Regions from separate parts of the Mus musculus genome. Here all the other regions are linked to region 1. Evidence: chromatin contacts called from public Micro-C and promoter capture Hi-C data. All regions are on one chromosome and are shown on one strand. The core of a region is the stretch at or near the end of the contact, and the rest is flanking DNA. Distances in the headings are between cores, read along the strand shown.

What was found. Promoter capture Hi-C pulls out the DNA fragments that hold promoters and counts their contacts. A called contact is a pair of places that touch in the nucleus more often than the background predicts.
Region 2: a contact with region 1 is called in a promoter capture Hi-C map of embryonic stem cells, with 12 read pairs. The contact joins the promoter of A330001L22Rik here to the promoter of Zmiz1 in region 1. A contact is called at or near these places in 2 of 39 promoter capture datasets (both in embryonic stem cells), 16 of 484 Hi-C or Micro-C datasets (embryonic stem cells and stem cell-derived epiblast-like cells) and 2 of 115 datasets of contacts at active chromatin or transcription factors (both in embryonic stem cells).
Region 3: a contact with region 1 is called in a Micro-C map of embryonic stem cells, with 8 times the contacts expected there. The contact joins the promoter of Wnt5a here to the promoter of Zmiz1 in region 1. A contact is called at or near these places in 1 of 39 promoter capture datasets (embryonic stem cells) and 6 of 484 Hi-C or Micro-C datasets (all in embryonic stem cells).

Annotation. Positions count from the first base shown.
Region 1 is chr14:25,457,394-25,460,976 of GRCm38.p6, forward strand. Zmiz1 (zinc finger, MIZ-type containing 1) reads left to right here and starts at 1,792. Exons shown (of 24, transcript NM_001310666.1): 1 at 1,792-2,163.
Region 2 is chr14:21,987,599-21,991,181 of GRCm38.p6, forward strand. It overlaps A330001L22Rik (a long non-coding RNA gene), which reads left to right and starts at 1,877. Exons shown (of 2, transcript XR_001781181.2): 1 at 1,877-3,583. It overlaps Zfp503 (zinc finger protein 503), which reads right to left and starts at 2,003. Exons shown (of 3, transcript NM_145459.3): 1 at 1,427-2,003; 2 at 1-686.
Region 3 is chr14:28,503,530-28,507,112 of GRCm38.p6, forward strand. It overlaps Wnt5a (wingless-type MMTV integration site family, member 5A), which reads left to right and starts at 1,944. Exons shown (of 5, transcript NM_009524.4): 1 at 1,944-2,585. The coding sequence starts at 2,580.

The DNA.
Region 1 (3,583 bases), core at 542-3,041:
GGTGCGCTCTGATCACCACCCAGGAGGCTCAGGACTCACGAGTCTGCGTGGCACGTCTGCGCTCCCCTGCGGACCTCGTCAATCAAACTGCCGCCTTGGCGAGGCCAAGACTTCATCCGCCCGCCCCAGGCCCTGAGAAAGACCCCCGCCCGGGCTGCCTGCCCAAACCCGCCCCCAGCGGTGTCATTGTTCTCTGACGTCACGCGGCGGCTCCGCCCCTCTCCCCCCACTTTTCCTCCCCACCTCCGGTTCCCCCGGCTGGCGGCCAAGCAGCCTCCGACGACCCGGCAGTGCAGGGCTCCCCCCGCGGCCCGGCCAGGGCTGCGCCCCCTTGCGCTCTTCCCAACTTGCCTTTGTTATTCCAGCTCCCTTCCTCGCCTCGCCTCCGACACCGTGGCTGCCTGCAAAACGCGGAGCACGGAGTTATCGCCACACCTGGAGTCCCTAGCGGGCTCAGACCCAAGCCTCCCCCGCCTGTCCTGAAGGGGAGCGCGTGCGCGCGCGCGCGCGCGCGCGGGTCCAGCCTAGACGCTTGTTGTCTTTAGGACTACATTACCTCTAATCGAGAGGCGGGTGGGGTTGAGGAAGGGATGTGGAAGAGTAAGGGGAACATGTGTGGTATGTGTACGCGAATGTGAGAGGTAGTGCACGGGGGAATGCCTCGTGTTTTGTTTTGTTTTTAAACGTACCGGGGGTGGTGTACACTATATTTGTGTGTTCAATTGTATGACTCCAGGTGCACGGGCATAACTGGGATGGAAAGTGTGTGTACAAGTGTGTGGAGGGGGTCATGCGTGCTATGAGAAGTATGCGTGCCATGCTGTAAGGTAGGCGCAAACCCGTTTGCCGTTTGTGTAGGAGTTTCTGTGTGAGTGGTAATGGACAAGAGCCAAAGGGAGTGCGCACTTGGATACACTTGGGGGCCGGTCTGTGAGGGGAACCTCCGCAAGTGAGCGCACCTAACTGCTTCGTGAGTGCTCTTCGCCACTGTAGGAGTGGAGCCCAGCCCTGGGCTGTGGGCTTGGTTGGGTTATTTCCACCTCTGCAAAGCGGGAGCGCTCGGCTCTCAGCGCCCCAGGCGCTCCCTACCAGGCACTAAGGCGTCCTTGCTCTTAACTTCAAGTAGTAGTGGGTATTTATGGTTCTCGCTGCACCTCTCGCTCTTTCTCAAGATGTCAATGGAGGCGCACTTTAGTCTCCCCTGCGTCACCGGTGGTAGTGAAGGTTAGGGTCCTCTCACCCTCTCTCACCCTGTTTTAGGAATAATCCCAAAATCTACATGGAAGTTTCGCACACAGTGTCTCATTAGCAATCCAGTCACCCCAATTCAGATAGCTGACAGCACCTGAGGTCTCAGTGCACTCCTGCAGGGGACCAGTAGGAAGCGGGGTACGCCTTCTGGAAGTAATTTTGCTCCTACCAATGTGATCCCTTCCTAGGCACATCAGTCTCTCCGCTCCAAACTTATGGGATGCGGAGAGGGGGGCGTTAAAGAGCAGCGAAGGGAGGCGAGAAGAGGGACGAGAGTGAACGAGCAGCAGAGGAGGGTGAGGGTGGCGCGGTGCCTAACAGGGTTCGGAAAAGAGCTGAGACCTGGGAACGGAGAAGAAAGGGAGGAAAAGAAGGGAAAGGAGAGAGGCGGAAAGGAAAGGAAAAGAGAAAAGGAGAGCGCAGCGAGCGCGCAGATGGAGAGCGAACCAAGGCAAGCAGAGCTGCGCGCCGGAGGCGCGGCACTCCGCTCCCGCCGTGACTCCGTGCCGGCTTTTGCGGGAGGCCGGCGGCGCGGGGCCCTTTGGAAATAGAATAGCCAATGTAATCTGACACTTCAACTTGCTCGGCTCCGGGCGAGTTGATTCACTTACTCACCCCCTAACGCCGAGTTCCTTTTCACTGTCTGTGGACATTAAAAAAGCGAGCGGCGGCGGCGGCGGGCGCCCGGGAGAGCAAGCTGCCGGCCGGGCGAGCAGCGATCCGGCTGCAGAGCAAGCGAGCAGCGCCCGCGCAGCGCGCTGACCCTAGCCCCGGCCGGTGAGGAGCCGGAGCCGGAGTCGGAGCCGAGTGGATTTCCGCGCTCTCGCTGCGCTCCTCCCGGCTCCAGCCTGCCCTACACGGCGGTGGCGGCGGCGCGTCCTCCAGCGGTGGCAGTGGTGCTCGCAGCGCCCGGTAAGTTTGGGGACAGAGCCAAGCGCCCGTTAACACCGAGGCTTCCACCCGCTCCCGGCGGATCATCGGGGTGCGAGCGCCGTGTACTATACTAGGGCTTTCCTCTTAAAGGTTTAGCTCTGGCCGGGCGAAAGAAGCCAGCCGTGCAGGCTCGGCCCGCTGCTCTGGCCGCCGGGGGCGGAGGCTCTGGCCACCAGCGAGCGCCCAGCTTGTGTAGAGCGGCTCCGGATGAGCGCGGGGACCCGGGGTTCTTCGGGTGTACGGGGCGCCGGTGCGGTTGTGCGCTCGGACTCGGTGCCCGCCTCCTGCCGGCGCGCCTCCCAGCCGTCGCTCCGATCAGTCGGGAGCCAGCCGGGATACGGATTCGGAGGAGGGAGGAGAGGACCCGGGAAGGACTGGCTGCTTCTCCCTTGCCTCTTTTGGAAAGATGTGAAGTTGTGCTCCTGTGTGCGTAGGAGAACCTCCGGGAAGGCGCTGGATTCTAGGGTGGCAAGGGTTGGTGGTGTTAAGTTGTGCCTCCGAATTTCTATGGAGAACACACTTTTGTACATGGGAGATGGGGGCGCGGTTAAGTTGTTTTGGGGGGAGAATAGCCCAGGGAAACGCGGCGCGTGGCTGAAGCAGGACACGTTGAAGAGATGTGTCGAGGCTTCTCGTTCGGGCTTCGGAAGCCGAAGGGGCTTTCAGGCCAACGCCTGGCCGGGGCTGCCCCAGTCGGGAGGCGAGCCCAAGGGGAAGATGTGTCTGTGTGTGTGTGCGCGCGCGTTGCAAATACGAAAGTAATTTCCCCGTGTTCTTTCTTCCTCTCTGTCTCCGGCGGCGGTGGCCCCGGGGGAGTGGGAGGCCGACCCGGGAGGAGATTGAGGGGCCGGGCCGGAGCTGAAGCTCGGTCCGGATTGTGGGAGGGAAGCTCAGAAAGCTTGTTTCACATTCCTGGCGTCAGGGCCAGGGAGAAAACAGTGGGGAGCACGGCCTCGGTGTCGCGGTGCAGGCTGCGGGAGCGCGTCGCCCCCTGGCCGGAGACATCTGTCCAGGAAGCTGGCCAGGCGGGGAGAGGGCGCGGTGCAGAGGGCAGGCTCCCCGCCCTGGAGCGGTGGGGGCGCGGGAGAGGGGCGGCCTCCTCTCCCGGCCATTGTGCGCCAGCAGATTTTCACGGGAGACTGCCCCGAAGCCGCGGGAGAAGGCCAGGAGCCGGCCACAGCCTCCGGTTTAAAAGACACTCCAGGAATGTAAACAACCCGGGCGGGAGGGCTAGCGGACAGGAGCGCGCCAGGACTGCGGGCTTGGGCCCCCCACCCTCCCCCGGGGACAGCGGATCGCCGCGGCTACTCTGCCCTTCCCTCTACCTGCCGAAAACTTTTCCTTTCTCTGGTTTACAGTTCCACCTTGTGCCTCCAGCCCGGAGCAGGGTGAAGGGCCT
Region 2 (3,583 bases), core at 627-3,126, 3.5 Mb before region 1:
TGCGCGCTCGCCCGGGGAGCGGGAGCAGCTGGAGGAGGAGCTGGCGCGGCGGACGCGGGAGCCCCGCGCGCTTTCTCGCCGCCGGGAGCCAGAAGCGAATAATCCTGGGTGGCCCGCAGCGGAGCCGTGATGGGGCTAGAAGAGCAGGACAGACTGCGGGAGTGTCCCCGCGGTGCGCGGTGTCTGCCTCGGGCTGCGCCCTGCGCTGCGCTCTCCCGGCCCCGAGCCGGCGCTGCGCTCTGCGATGTGTGTCGCTGCTTGTCCAGCCCGGGCTCTGGCGAGGAAACTCACTTCAAAAGCAGCTGCACCGAGGGGGAGATTAAAGCCTTTGCCGCCTTCCAATCAAATGGGAGCCCGAGGTGATTGGAGGGTCAAGGGGATGTGACGCGTCCCGCGCCGCCGCCACCGCCAGGAATCTCAGAGCTGGTTTTAATGGGCAGCTCCCTCTTCGCCGCCCCTCGGCTTGTCCCCTCCCTCGATTTCGCTACCCGGACGAGATGGACATTTATTCTACGTTTGTCATCTACCGCCTTCCTTCTTTTTTCTCTTCGTCGTTCTTCGTTTTCCCAGCAGGAAAACAAACTGAAACCTTTGGAGGGAGGGAGTGTTAACAGACTTCGGGAGAAGAAACGCAGGCGGTAATGTGGATACCTGCTGAACAGTCAACTCCAGGGATGAGTGGGAGCCTGTATACAAAAAAAATCTTTTCAGAAATTAAGATTTTGCGTGGCGCGGCCACCCGGGTAAGGAAAGTCGATGCTGCAGAAAGTCTGCCCGCCCGCTTGGATTTCCAGAGGTTCAGCAGCAGAGAAACCAGAAGCTAGAAGGGCAACGGAGGCGGTGGCTGCTCGTCCTCGCGACGTGCGCCGGGCTCTCCGCCCTTCCCGGTCACGTGACACCGAAGGACGCTCAGATTGGGGCTTGAGCGGGGGGTCACATGTTTCCCCTGTTTCACACTTCAGCCCCCCCCCCATTCTTGCTTTCGTCTTGCTACTCTCCCCCCCCCCCGCACCCCCTGTTTCTCTGGGCATCTCCACCCCTCCATCAATTGTCAATGTGCCTCGACCGCAATCAATCAGTTATTTGTCAGCTCTTGTCAATCTGCCCGTGATTTATGTCAGCTTTTGTTGCTGATTACAAGGCGGGTGAGACTTGAAGGGAAAAAGAGAGACCTAGAGTGAGACAGAGGAAGGAAGAGACCGAGAAGAAACTGAAGGAGGGGGAAAGAGCAGCAGCCTCCTGGCACCTGTGTGTGTGTTTGTGTGTGTGGAGGGTGTGTAAGAAAAAGAAAGAGGGGAAAGGGGCGTCCACAGTCAGGAAAATGAAATAGTGAGAGTAAAGTGCGCAGGTGCACCCAGGACTCCTAGTCTGGAGCACCGGCCTGGGATGTGCTCACTCCCTCTTGGGGTTGTGGAGACAGACACACCTTCTACCTTTGGGTGCTTCGGTCAATCCGGGTCGCCCAGTTCGGGTCTGCTGAGTACCTAAGAACGACGCTGGAGGCGACGTCTAACGCGGAGGTTTCCCGCCTCTCTGGCATAATCCCTCCCGGGAATGTAACTTGAGGATGTCCAGTTGTCGACCTCGGTAGTGTTCCCACCCCAGACTCGGGAATTTCTTTCCAAAGAGCCATGCCATCAAATATAGCCCGAGTTCTGGAGGTTACTTGTAGAATAAACCTCCTTAATTCTGTGACCCGTGTTCGTAGCGAGAGTTGAATAGCTCAAGAGAAGAGGCCTGACCATGTGCATAGGCAAACAGGTCTCAGGCTCGCTCTCCTCCTCTCCCGGGTCCTTCGCCACTACCCTCCGCTGGCCATCCCGACAGTCCTGGGAGCCGGGACTTAATCGGGCTGCTGGACGGCATGATGTAGACCATCCAGACAGGACTGACCTATGCGGGGAGAGGAGAGGGAAGGAACGCGAGAGGGAGGGGCGGCTGCCTGTGGAAACCGGTTCTTCCAGGGAAGCGGAGCGGGACTTCGGCGTTCCCCTCGATTTGCGCCGTCGCTCGGGCTGTTTGGAAAGAAGAGGGGAGGCGCTGTGCATGCTGACTTGTACCTGGATCTGGGTGCACAGTGCGTATGCACTCCTGTGCCGCTGGGCGACTTCCATAACGTCCGCTCCGGGGTTACTCCCAGAAACTCGTAGAAAGTAGAAGGGGGTGAGAAGAGGACACACCCCCTTGCTCGGAGGGACTTGGGAGACTTTGAATTTCCCCTCCCCCCACTTTTCCGCAGAGCTCTTCTTTTGTTGTCAAGTCCTTTTGATAAATGGTGGGGCTGGGAGAGCTGGGAGCCAGGAGCCGATCTGCGCCCTGCGCAGGGGCGGGGGCCCAGCCTGGAGACCGGGTTCGGACCACCGCGCACCCTGAGCTGAACCGGGCACGCTCAGGGGACTTTTCCTTCTGTTTGCCAGCCTATTTCTTTCCTACCATCCCAGTCCCCCTTCCCTTCTGTTTCTGTCCACGCGGATAACGAGAACTTTCTGGGGTGGGGGTGAGTTATATAATTTTCTCGTAAGTATTCTTTCACAGAGTTTTGATTTTATTCCTTGATTCCTTAGGTTGGCAAAGTTAATGGGATGGTAACTCGATTAATGGTAATTTGGAAAGAAGAGCGGCTGGGGCTGGTGTGTGTGTGTGTGTGTGTGTGTGTGTGTGTGTGTGTGTTAAGAACATTGGCTGTTTGTGATCCTCCTGCGACAATTGAGAAAGGTAAATTTGTGAGACTATGGCAAGATCACAGGCACCTTTGTGAAGGTGCCTGAATGATCTCTGGAGTAAGAAGTCCAGCTTACGTTTTGGCAGAATGGCAACCCCAAACTCTGCCGGGTAAGGTCTCTGAAGCTGCTTGCAGCCTGCGGGGTGTTAGTGCCTGCCGGTGTCTCCCACTGTATGGCTCTAAAGGTGTCACCCTCTGGTCAGCTCCTGTGGTCCTAGCATAGGAAGCTAGGCCTTGGGCCACCTGCCATATTGGCCTCTTTCATAGGCCTGGAGAGTGAGAGTTGACGCTGTGGACAGAACTGAGGAGAGCAGGAGCAAGCGCGGGCCTAGGGTGTCCTCTTCGCTCCGGGGGTTCAGTTTCTAGGCTCAGTTTGTCTCTTTTCCTCCAATTCCAGTAGTTTTCTCATTGCGCTGGGCAGTTCAAGGGAGGCCACCCCAGCTCTTCAAGACTGGTAGAATCGTGGAATGGCTCTCGTCCCACGTAGATTACATGCGCTCACCGGTGTGCGCCGCCGGGCTCCGTGAGCTCCGACTGCCGCGTTAAAACTCAACTCCGAAGGTCGGAGCGCACGGGGGCGCCTGGGGGTCTGCGTTCCCCGGGCTTTGGGGAGGCACCAGCATCTGAGCCTGCGCACCTCTCAAGGGAGGCCAAATCTCTGAAGGCCGAGTAAGCTGTGGAAGTTGGAGGGGGTGTGGGGGGATATATTGTTATTAATTACTTCAGGCTAGGCCTAATGCTTCCAACCCTCAGAGGTGGTTGGCATGGACGTCCTGCGGATTTTATTTGCACACAATGGACATGATTTGTTTTCTAAAAAAAAAAAAAAAAAAAAAAAAAGGGTGTGGGCATGGCAGATAT
Region 3 (3,583 bases), core at 694-3,193, 3.0 Mb after region 1:
CAGGGTAGCAAACACAAACTGTCAAAGGCAAGCCAGTGGATGAAGACAACTGACTCTGGTGAGTGAGTGGAGTGTGTGTGTGTGTGTGTGTTTAATATGTGTGTGGTATGTGTGTGTGTGGTATGGTACATGTGTGGTGTTGTGTGTGTGTAGTGTGTATGTGGTATGTGTACATGTATGTGTGTAGGGTGTATGTGGTATGTAGGGGGTGGGGAGTGGCAGTGTGTGTTTGTAGTGTGTGTAGTGGTGTGTGTGTGTGTGTCTGTGTGTGTCTGTGTGTGTGTTTACCTTCTACCCTTGAACGTTGGAAGATGGGAAAGATGGAGAAAAGAATTGCACTAACCCATGAGACATTGTTTGAGCATGCCACCTGTGGCATACCGGAGGATAGGGTGGTGCTTATCCATCCACTCTATCCAATCGAAGTCCTAACAATTTCAGCTATCTAGAGGTGTCTAGAAGTTCTGGAGTCTGGATCCCCGGTTCACCTAAACTTCACAGTCTTCTCACCCTGAGAGCCACCACCTAGATCCATATCGGCAGCATGACCTCTACTCTTGCCTGGCCACGTTGGGGTGAGGAACAGTCCTGTCTAGCAAACCTCTGACACCAGGGACTTTGCAAGATGCACGAGCCCACTCTACCCTCCAAGCCCGGGCTTTAAGCCCAGGGCGCAAGGAGACATCCCAACCCAACCAGGATCCATGTCAGTGAGGTCCTTTCTGTAGAGGTGCCAGTAAATGCAGTTGGGGACAGTTGAGCCAAGGGGTCCGGATCGGAAAGTTGAGGTTCAGACCCCCAAACGGGTCGACGGCTTTGGAAGAAGCTGAGCCGATCAGGAGGCAGGCAGGCAACAGCAGTGAAATGAACCTCGTTATACAGATGCCTGGGGGATGGGGAGCCTTGAGGAGGGGGCCCAAGGGGGAGCGTACCCCGCCTCCAGGCACCCTGTCCCGTAGTACAGCTTTAAAATCCTGAGAAGTTTGTCATAGGACAGCCTCATCACGCATGCGCATAGGCAAAGTTGACTTTTTTTTTCTCTCCCCCCCCCACCCCCCTTTGCCTCTCCAGCCGTGTTTGGTTCTGCAACTTTAAAAATATTTTTTTTTCGCTGAGAACACCAAGGGAAAGAGGAGTCTGGAGAGAGGGAGGGCGAAAGTGAGGGAGCTGGTCAGGAGGGCCGGGGGTGGGGGGCACGCGGTCCCCTCGCTGGGCCAGTCAGTCTGTGGGGCACCGCATCGCTTGGAAAGTTGCTGCAGGCTCCGAGGCACCGCCTCCGCCGTCCGGAGTCCGGATTGTGCGGCCGCTGCATTGCCATCTCCTTCCGCGGCCTCCGCCGGGCCCCACGACCGCCCCTCGGACCCCGGCCGCGACCGAGGAGGTGGGCAGCCTCGGCCGCCATGGACCTCTGGAGTTGAGTCGCCACCGCGGAGCTCTGCGCCCTCCGTCCTCTCGCTCTGTTCTCTCTGGAAAGGCGGGGGGGTGGAAAGAAGAAGGTTAACCCGAAGAAAGGAAGAAAGAAAGAAGGGGACCAGAAGGGGGAAGCCAACGTTCCCCCACAGGCTAGCTGTCCATCAACCGCTCAAGCCACCAAGCGGCAGAAAGTTCAGGGCTGCCTTGAACCCATTTTCTTTGCGCCTGGTTTTTGCCAGACTCTAAAATGAAAGGACAAAATTTGGCGCTGACTCTTGCAGCTCTGATGGCGACTTGTGCGATTTCAGCGGCATCTCCCGGAGAAAAAACCATGCGTGCCTGATTGTTCTGTGGTCCCATAGCCGCCGCCGCTGCTGCTGCTCTGTGTGTGTGTGTGTGTGTCTGTGTGTGTGTGTGAGCGCGTGTCTCTGTGTCTGCGTGTGTGTGCGTTTGTGTGTGTGTATGTGTGTGTGTTTGGGTGTGTGTCTGTGTGTACACAGAGGTTCACTAGCTAACTCAGCTGCAGGAGCAGTCCCTGGAAGCAGACGTTTCGGCCACAGACCCAGAGAGGAGGAGCTGACAATCAGGAGGCGTGAGCCGCCTGGAGTCTGCAGAATTCGTGGTGTGAATGAACTGGGGGCATCTTGGGCACAGGGATTGCCCCCCCTCCTTCCCCGCCTCGGGCCACAGTTGAGTAGTGGGGCATTTTTTTTCACCTTCTTGTGAAGAATTTTTTTTATTATTTGTTGTAAAGTCTTTTGCACAATCACGCCCACATTTGGGGTTGGAAAGCCCTAATTACCGCCGTCGCTGATGGACGTTAGAGAGGGAGCGCCTCGCCGCGGAACAGTCGCCTGCGCGCCCTCGTCGGACCCGCGGCTCCTGCACTGTGTCCCCGCTCGGCCCTGCGCTTGCTGCTCGCCCGCGCGCGCCGGCGCCCTCTCGGTTCCTGGGCACATTTCCACGCTATACCAACTCCTCTGCCCGAGTCCGGGCGCCAGTGCTCGCTTCCGCTCCGGGTCGCTGCGCCCACCCGACGCGCCCAGGAGGACTCCGCAGCCCTGCTTTGGATTGTCCCCCAAGGCTTAACCCCGACGCTTCGCTTGAATTCCTCGGCCGCCTTCGCTCGGGTGGCGACTTCCTCTCCGTGCCCCCTCCCCCTCGCCATGAAGGTAAGTGTTCTGTGCGCACGGACGCTCCCTACTTTTTCCCCCCCTTTTCAAAGTTAACTGAACTCTTTCAATCTATCCCTATCCTCTCCATTTCTCTAACTGCCTGGAGAAAGCTAAACTCCAATATCGCCGGCAGGGACTCCTATCTTTTCGTCCCTTACCCTGGGGACACTGCCTCTGCGTCCTTGGAGACTTTTTGCACCGGCTATTCTTCAAACCTTTTCAACTATGGAGAAGAGCGAGGGCAGGAAAGACAGTTCGGGTCACAGGCGGCGCGCCTTTTTACCTCGAGAACTGGAGTGTAGTTTTACTACGTGTATTTCAGTGACTGGATAATGATTCGATTCATCAAGTATATATCAAACGCTCATTTCACCGGCACGCGGAGATTGTGTGGCTGAAGCTCTGAGGCCGGATGAGGACTGTGTTAGGAGAAACGGCTGCGAGACTAAGGAAACTAGGGGCCACCTACCCTAGAGCAACGCACACCCCACCCCCAACCTCCGATCAGGGCCCAGTTCCCGGCTCTCCAGGTCGAGTAACCCGAGCGTTCCCGGCCCCTGTGCCTTTAAGAGTGCCTGGCGGGGGGCCAGAGCGCACCCCGCGCGGGGAGCAGGGTCGCGTTATTAGCTTTATTAGCGGCCTCTGGGTGAGCTCAGGTCCTTTACTGCAGCATTGGGGGCGGGGAGTAGTGGTCCTAGTGGCTTTAATCCTGCCCCCTGAGCGGAGTCAACCTAGTGCTTTGGAGACTCTAGGGCCTCTGCGTTTCGAGATCGGGCGGGGGTTAGTTTGTGAACTCGTGTTTGTTTTAATTGTCAGTTGTATGTTAAAGCCGAGTCACACACTCTGAGGGTCACCGAGAGTTCACTTTTACAAAAAAGTTAACGTTTCGTCTTGAAATATAACTAGCAATTTTCCAAACAACTTTTCCTTCGGTTATCCTCCACGCCTCGATAACAATTTCCATTTATACTTCATACCTCTCATTTCCAGCTTTC